Regions from separate parts of the Mus musculus genome. Here regions 2 and 3 are each linked to region 1. Evidence: chromatin contacts called from public Hi-C data. All regions are on one chromosome and are shown on one strand. Each heading gives the region's core, a stretch centred on a gene start, on an enhancer-like site or on the middle of the called end of the contact. The rest is flanking DNA. Distances are from core to core; before and after follow the strand shown. Region 1 overlaps Tg (thyroglobulin). Region 2 overlaps 1700012I11Rik (RIKEN cDNA 1700012I11 gene). Region 3 overlaps St3gal1 (ST3 beta-galactoside alpha-2,3-sialyltransferase 1).

Region 1 (2,519 bases), core at 10-2,509:
CATACAGCACAGAATTAATTAAAAACCGGGGGCCTCCCAGGATGTTGGGGAAACACATTTCCACCCAATAAAGACAACCTAGTTACTCTGCTGTAATAGTCCCCTCCCCCACTCCTGCCGATTGGTTTCTTCCATCTGCATTACTGTGACCTACAGTGACACCTCATGTCTGAATTGACCATGCAAACCAGCTGTGCTCAGAACCCATGCCACTGTGCCCAGGTACAAATCAAATCACACCCAGTCAACATGCCCTTGCAGAGTTGATACCCGTGAAAAACAGGACTGAGCAAGGTAAGGAGAGGAAGGAAACAAGTAAATCTGAAGGCCCAGCAGAACTGTGATGGCGGGTGGAAGGTGGATATCAGCGAGCTGTGTTTCCAACCAGGCCCTGGAAGGTCTTACGCCCCTAAAGCTAGCAGATCCCAGGCCAGTGCTAGTTGTGCTTTCATATCTAAGACAATCACGAGCTGACTAGCCAGGTCATCATGGTGTCTCCTCAGTTCTCATTTTTATGACAGTGATAATTGTAGTGTGGCTTGGTGCCTGAGGTGTGCCACACATGGCTCTAAGAGCTTTATGCATATGATGTGAGCCATTGGATATACATATGCATATCACATAAGAATAGCATCTCACGTGAAAATTCCTTCAAAGCAGCTCCTAATTTTTATAATAGTCCAACCACATTATCACTATCACACTCTTCAATTTGCAGTCGAGGAAACTGAGGGCATGTCATAGGCCATGCCTAATGTCCTCCAGCTCATCAGGGATGTGAGAGGAGAAACAAGCAGATTAACTGAGTGTAGTGGTCAGAGTCCTCCCCTGTCTTTAAAAAACAAAAACAAAAACAAAAGAACTCCATCATAATCCCAGGGTAGACTGTGCTCAGAGAGAGGATATGCCAGGAGTAAGGAATTATGCCCAGTTAACAGATTCAATGACACAAAAACTCTTGGGCCATTGCAAGAACTTATAAATGAAGTACCAGTCAGATCTTAGCTTAGGTCCTCATTTCTATATCACTAACCCATTCCTGGAGCATGGGGTGGCTTTAAGTGGAAGGATATTTGACTTCTGAGTCATTTTACCCTTAAAGAATATAAAATACAAGTAGGTAACCTATCAAATCCATACCTGTAGATGGTAGGACCCACAGACCTGGCTTCCATGCATCAGCAGAACTTCGTAGGCCTTCCTCCAAGCCAGCCTGCAGCTCCATCTGGTTGGCTATGTTCATATGTGCTGCTTTGCTTACTGATAAACTTACTGAAAGTCAGGCCTAAAGGTGACCTTTCAGAGGCAATGTGTTTGGATATGAGTCAAAACAGGATGAAAGCAGAAGTTGAAATAATGCAGCCATTTAGCCCTGCACCCACTAGCCACAGGTGTTGCCTGCATGAGCTCTGAATGCTCACTTGGATCTATCTGGTCTTTATCTGTGGGGGATGGATTGTTGATTGAGGAGAGCCTAGACCCAAGGTGCAAAAAGAGCTAAATGAAGTGACCATAGGCCTGTAGTCTCATGCTGTTCTGTGGACATGCCATCAACTCTCCAGCTTTGCTCATTCTATCCCCCAAGTAAGAATGGGTGACCCACAGGGCTGGGGAGAATATGAGAAAGAAGGGATGGGTACAGTTTCTACTACAGACACCAATGGGGCTACTGAGCAGGTGCTAACTTTAGAAATGAAGTGGCTGTGGCATGCTAAAGAAAAAACAGGCCACAAAGGCCTGCTCTTCGAGCTAGGTAACATGTGGCCAGTAACCTCTGTCTGGGTTCCTGTCCTTACATGATACATTTGTATATTCACTTCTCCATCCCTACTCATTCCCCAGGTATCAGCAAATATTTGGATTTTCCTTTTCTCCTCTTACCAAGTGGAGTTTGTATTTAGATGGGCCAAAGGTAGTAAGAAAGCCTCACATTGCCTCTCCTTTGTGTCAGTAACACTGAGATGGTCCAGCTGGAGCTGGTCTTGATTGGGAAAGAGTGTGCTTATCCTCTGTGGGAATGTTCCTTTGAGTCATGAAGTCCACATAATCCACCACAAGGCAGATTTTGATATATTCTGTTTTAATATGTGAATGAGCCAAGCTCTAGTTAGTTAAAAGAAGCCTTGCTTCAAATCACAGATCTCTAAAGTGGTGGTGTGTGGGTCAGCCCAGCTGATTTCAAATGCTCTGAGTTCCTCATGGCCAGCACAGATGTACTCTGTGACTCTCATTACTGACCATGGCCCTCCTTCCTTAGCCTCTTTCCTGCCTCGTTCATTATATGGCAGTATCTAAATGTTTAGATTTCTGAAAAAGGAATGAAATTCTACTTTGTATACAAGGTAAAGTCCTAATGGGTTTGTACCATCCTCTCATTTTGCTTCCACATTACATGCTACATGTATAAGTCTGCCTAAACAGGTAGCTTAAACGTTTGTCAAAATGTCTGCCATACAGTTTGTCAAAAAGTTTAGTCTCTTTTTAAATAAATAAAAAAACCACACATGCAATTTTTTATA
Region 2 (2,519 bases), core at 13-2,512, 490 kb before region 1:
ACAGCAATAACACTCCAACTAAGACACAAGGTTTCATTAGATATCTGAGAAACATATCCTACAGTTGCCCTTTCTTAAAGTTTACAACATTACACAATGATGGTTTAAGCCTGGGCAGAGTGAAAAAGTGAGCAAACTGATCTCTGGCTACCCGAAGTAAACACAGGAGTGAATCACTTGTACAGTGGGGAGGAGCTTCATCAGGGAGTGAGGAGCACCTGGGTTGTCTGACTCATATCTTCTATCAGTAGATCCTAGAGTCACATCTGTCCCTGGACTTAGCTTCACTCTTCTGGGGCCCTTCGAGTCTTAGTTATGGAAAACACATACACGTGCACGCACACGTGTGCACACACACACACACACACACACACACACACACACACACACTCTTCAGCTCAAGTCAGTTCTCACACTCTGGGGACAGAGTTTAAGCATCTCCCACCTCCTCCTTGATGCAGATACCCTGGGGATAGTGTTGAAGCATCTCCTATTGACTTCCTGCTGATGACACCCTAGGGACAGTGTTGAAGCATCTCCCACTACTTTCTTGATGAGAACACCCTAGGGACACTGGAAAAATAGTTGGCAAACACCTTCTCCTATCTCTGACAGATTTTGTCAGCCTTTCATCTAAGAAGCAAGCCCACAGCAGTACTGAATCCTAGCTAACTCCAGGATGTTTTTGCTGCATGCTCTCAGAAGACTTCAAAGTGCCAGCCAGGAGCAGTCACTTGCAAAGCAAGCTTGCAGTTCACTGATTAGGAGAGCAGGGCAGGTGTCCTGTCTTCAATTGGTCTTAAGGATAGAATCACAGGTCTTTGAGGATGAGGCAGTAATGAGTCCTCCTTCCTGTGGCTGCTGGTAGTCAAGTCCTAGAGGATGCATGGAGTGAGCTTCTTGCACAGGAACAAAACCTCAGCTGGCAAGTTTTCTCTCTCCATCTTTTTTCTCCTTCCATCATGAAGCTCTTATAGTCTTCTGTTCTGCAGTCAGTGACTGTCAAATGTATGCTGTGTCATCTGGACCCCAAGTCGCTGTATGTAAGCATGAAGGTAAGGTGAGAGGCAGGGCCAACTGGGGAAGAGCTTCCCAAATGTCACTTTCAGTTCTATTTGTTACAGAGATTTTCAGACTTGGTTGCTGTCTTTCCTTCCTGGTGTGCAACCTCGCTTGAGGTTCTGTCTGCCAAAAGCTGAGGGCTTTCATGCAGTCTGGGTTGTTGCCTCTCATACAGTTCCTGTGTCAAGCTTGAGTTTCCTGCCCATCAGAAAACCGTGCAACTGACAGGAAGCTCTACACCCACCGAGCCTCATCAGTGTTAGACAGGAGTGAGATTTTTGCATAAAAGACCAGCAAGTAGTAAGCACAGGGGCCTCAAGAGAAGCTCAGAGCACATCTGTGGTTAGAGTATGTCCCTGGCTCTGTATCAAAAGCCTTCTCCCTTAATGCGCTGGGGCCCAGTGGTGAGACTCACATCTCTACAAATGTTTATATTCTCATATCAGTTACTGACTGACTGGTGGTCCTTTTGCAGCTGGTAGATCTTATACCATGTAGAGTCTGAACAACCACACATGGCATACCAGGAGAAGAGTTAATGGAGCAGACAAAAGCCATGGAGAAAGATTAGAAATGGGAGTCAAGGAGACTAACAGACTCAGAGAGAGACATCCCCCTTATTTTTCTTTTTTGTTTTTTCATATATTATCCACTTATTCCATAGTTCAAGATCCTATTGGAGATTCTGCCTAGACCCAAGGAAAATCAGAGACAGAGTCCTTGCGATGCCCTGGCATACCAGCATTGTGGGGCATCCTGCAGGTACAGGCACCACAGGTATTTAACATCTAATACTTGGCAGGTCAAGGACTGTATCTGCCCTTTGCTTCCAGTCTTAGAGCAAACACACAGAGAACTCCTATATCATGTCACAAGCTCCAGATATCATGTCACAGAAATCACTGTGTGGGTCAGAAGCTCCACAGACAAGTACAGTGGTAGCTTCCTCCAGGAAAAAAGAGGGTGAACACCCATCTAAGAAGACTACCCAGAGCCTTGGGAGTACAGGTGGGCTAGGATCCAGCTTTTTGGTGGCAAGCAAAGTAGAAGAGGTAGGCTTCTCATCACTGTGCCCACACGGTTGGTGGTCCCACACTCCTGGAATCTCATTTCTCCTGATGTCTAGCAGTTCACTCTCTATGTATCCAAACTCATCTGAGAAAAGGGTGAGTTACTTAACACCCACTAAAGGTTCCCCTCTGTCCTGAAAGAGTGCTACTATGTAGCCACAGGCCCTTTATATCATGTCTACTCCCCTTATACTCTCAGTACCCCTTCTGTGTCCTAGTGCCCTCTACACTCTACCTACCTGAATTGCTTAGATCCCAGAAGCATCATGAACTGTCCTCAAACCCAGTGCAGGGGCCCTGACCTCCACTGTCCTCCAGAGACATCACCTACTTAAGTTCCTTTATCTTCAGCTTGGCCCCAATCTTAATGCTTATCTTTCTACACAC
Region 3 (2,519 bases), core at 8-2,507, 350 kb before region 1:
ATCTGTCTTTCCTCTTCAGCCTCCTCAGGTCCCTGCCACCCTGGACACCACCTCAGATCTAGTTTTAAGCCAATGGAAACCAAAGATCCTCTATCTGTGGCCTTGAGGTGTTTTGACTTTGGGAACTTTTCCTCTTTCTCGATACTGGCCCAAATAGCTACTACTTACATTCCTACATGCTTCCACTTTACTAAGCAAGCACACCCAAATAGTTTTCAGCCCTTTCTGAAATCAATGGCTGGGTGAGGAGGAGGAAGGGGAAGGGGAGGGTAACAGAGCCAGCCTGCCTGAGATCCATTTGGCAAGCCTTTGTGTTACATCCCACAGCTCGTCCAAGAGGCTGTTCGGGGAAGACACGTCACTATGTTGCTCAATGGTTTTTGTGTAAACACTTTTTCTAAGCACTGAAATTACCCTCTGTGCTGAGAGTAATGGCGATCGGGAAAAAAAGCAGGAAAAGGACCTTTAAGTTAAGGCTGGTGACGCAAACTTGCTTTTGCTTTTTGTCCTTTAGAACAGAATCACCCTCCTGCACTTAGCAGTCTCTGCAGATGGGCAGTGTACTCAATAGGGCCTCTACGGGTCAGACTCTGTCTCTCCCCATCCCCCTTCAATCCTATGCTTGAGTCAAGGAGAGTCACTCTAAAAGTGTTCCTGGAATCACCTTGAAAAATCATTGCACTGCATGGTGGTTGTGTAATATTCTAGCAAACAACAGTAGAACTTGGAAGTTTCCATCCCTCTATTGCTGCGTACTTGTGTGTCATGCACATCAATACATATGATCACGCTGGTTACTGTTACCAGCCCTGTGATGTTGTGAGCATTTTCCTTCGTTTGTACTATGTCCCGGGGATGCATTCCCAGGACCAGTGGAACTGCTTTCAGAATTTCTCCCACCTGTTTGCAATTGTGACCTTGCTGGGGAAGGAAGCCAGGAAGATTGGGAACAGAAGCTGGAAGATGATCACAAGAGGCTGGGAGAGGGACAGGGAAGAAAAACCCAAGAAGATCCCACAGCACTGTGAGATCGTGTAACAGGCAAGTGGATCTTTTTTCTTCGGGGCTCAGTATCCAGGTCATGGAGGAACAGGAGCAAGGAGATGTCAAACAAAGAAGAGGCAGGGCATGGAGTCAAGGGAGTTTGTTTCTGATAGAACGAGAACCTGTTCTCCAATCTTGCATTCCTCAGGGGCTAGCATGTGGGTGGGACAGGATGTTTGCTAGCAGTTAATGAGCTACACTGGACTGTGACCCACTTCGGGTCATCTTGGGTTGTTGATAATCTACAGGATTATTGCAACAAGCGTGGCTCGTGGGTGCTTGCTCCAAATGTCTGCCGAGCCTGCGGGTCATTTGTACCTGGTGGTGGTACTTCAGGGCTCCAAGAAATTGAGAATGCCTATGGGCCATGAGAGGTGGAATGCCCACATCCCTTTTGAATTCAGGGGCTTCCAAGATTCCAGCATCTGGTGGAATCCAAATAGCTTTGGCTCTTCTAAATGTCCTGAAGTCCAGAAGAACTTCCTAGCATAAGCCACACTTCATCAGCTACCCATGACTTAGATGTGAGAATGAGCCAGGGAAGGGAGGGTCATACACACACACACACACACACACACACACACACACACAGAGAGAGAGAGAGAGTGCCCCAGGGATGGGTTTGCATGTGGCAGGAAAGGCATCTTCGGGGAAATTCCTCACCCAGCTGCAATGTACACACCCAGCTGCTGAAGTTTTTCCTATGCCTCACTTCCTTTTTCTATAAACTGACATAACAAGACCTACATGAAGGATGATTTTAAGAGTTAACAAGTTAATAGAATAAAACTCCAAGGGGCAAGTAGATCAGAAAGGCTACAGAACATGCATGTGTGCATGTATTTCTATACACATATTCACCTTGTATGCATGCATAGATGTGCATGTACTTACTTCATTCATGTGATGCATATATGTATGTCCACAAAAGCACTGGGTCATATGCACTGCATTTTACCATTGTGTTATGTGTATCATATGCATTTATAAATACATTAAATGTCCTGTGCACATACTAAAGCCATTTTAAACAAACCCCACTGGTCACTCCAGCAATTCACTTGCTTCTTATTTCTGAGACTTAGAGTATTTAGTAACCAGTTCCTCCTGCCTCTGTACCCAGATTGAGAGACACAGGGGGACAGAACCACCAGTATGTTCCGAGGTACAAAATGTACAGAATGTAATTGCAAAGGTGGGGTACACATGAGTGACCAGCTGCTAAGAGCCACCTGCTCTCCTCTGATTTCCTGAAGTCCCTCTTTAGGCTGGTGACAGCTGTGAGTTTGTCTCCTGCATTGTGCTGCTGTTTCTGCAGCACCAGGATACCTAGAAATCAACTCAGGAAACCCCAGGTCCAGCCCAGAGCCCACGGAGTCTCAGCTAGGAACATTTTCCCTCAGGACTCTCTGCCTGAATGCCCAGAGTGTGAGCTGAACCAAGGTGCAAGTGTCTCTACCCATGAGACTCTTTAG

Evidence for each region. Hi-C and Micro-C count contacts between places; a contact is called where the count stands out from the background.
Region 2: a contact with region 1 is called in a Hi-C map of Th1 cells, with 3 times the contacts expected there. The contact joins two enhancer-like sites. A contact is called at or near these places in 1 of 484 Hi-C or Micro-C datasets (Th1 cells) and 1 of 115 datasets of contacts at active chromatin or transcription factors (memory CD8 T cells).
Region 3: a contact with region 1 is called in a Hi-C map of B cells, with 2.9 times the contacts expected there. The contact joins two enhancer-like sites. A contact is called at or near these places in 1 of 484 Hi-C or Micro-C datasets (B cells), 3 of 115 datasets of contacts at active chromatin or transcription factors (effector CD8 T cells, memory CD8 T cells and pancreatic cancer cells) and 1 of 9 other capture datasets (liver).

What each region holds. Positions count from the first base shown.
Region 1 is chr15:66,797,446-66,799,964 of GRCm38.p6, reverse strand. The region is part of intron 41 of Tg (thyroglobulin); the gene reads right to left. The region is part of intron 3 of Sla (src-like adaptor); the gene reads left to right. Among named protein-coding and RNA genes, the nearest start is that of Sla, 33 kb to the left of the region's middle. Within about 2 kb of position 1,259, at least 33 of the 459 cell types and tissues checked have an H3K27ac peak or open chromatin away from gene starts, as enhancers often do. A contact at or near this core is called in B cells and Th1 cells, where this site is marked.
Region 2 is chr15:67,288,749-67,291,267 of GRCm38.p6, reverse strand. The region is part of intron 5 of 1700012I11Rik (RIKEN cDNA 1700012I11 gene); the gene reads right to left. Among named protein-coding and RNA genes, the nearest start is that of 1700012I11Rik, 63 kb to the right of the region's middle. Within about 2 kb of position 1,262, at least 77 of the 459 cell types and tissues checked have an H3K27ac peak or open chromatin away from gene starts, as enhancers often do. A contact at or near this core is called in Th1 cells, where this site is marked.
Region 3 is chr15:67,144,714-67,147,232 of GRCm38.p6, reverse strand. The region is part of intron 2 of St3gal1 (ST3 beta-galactoside alpha-2,3-sialyltransferase 1); the gene reads left to right. Among named protein-coding and RNA genes, the nearest start is that of Gm31400, 24 kb to the left of the region's middle. Within about 2 kb of position 1,257, at least 158 of the 459 cell types and tissues checked have an H3K27ac peak or open chromatin away from gene starts, as enhancers often do. A contact at or near this core is called in B cells, where this site is marked.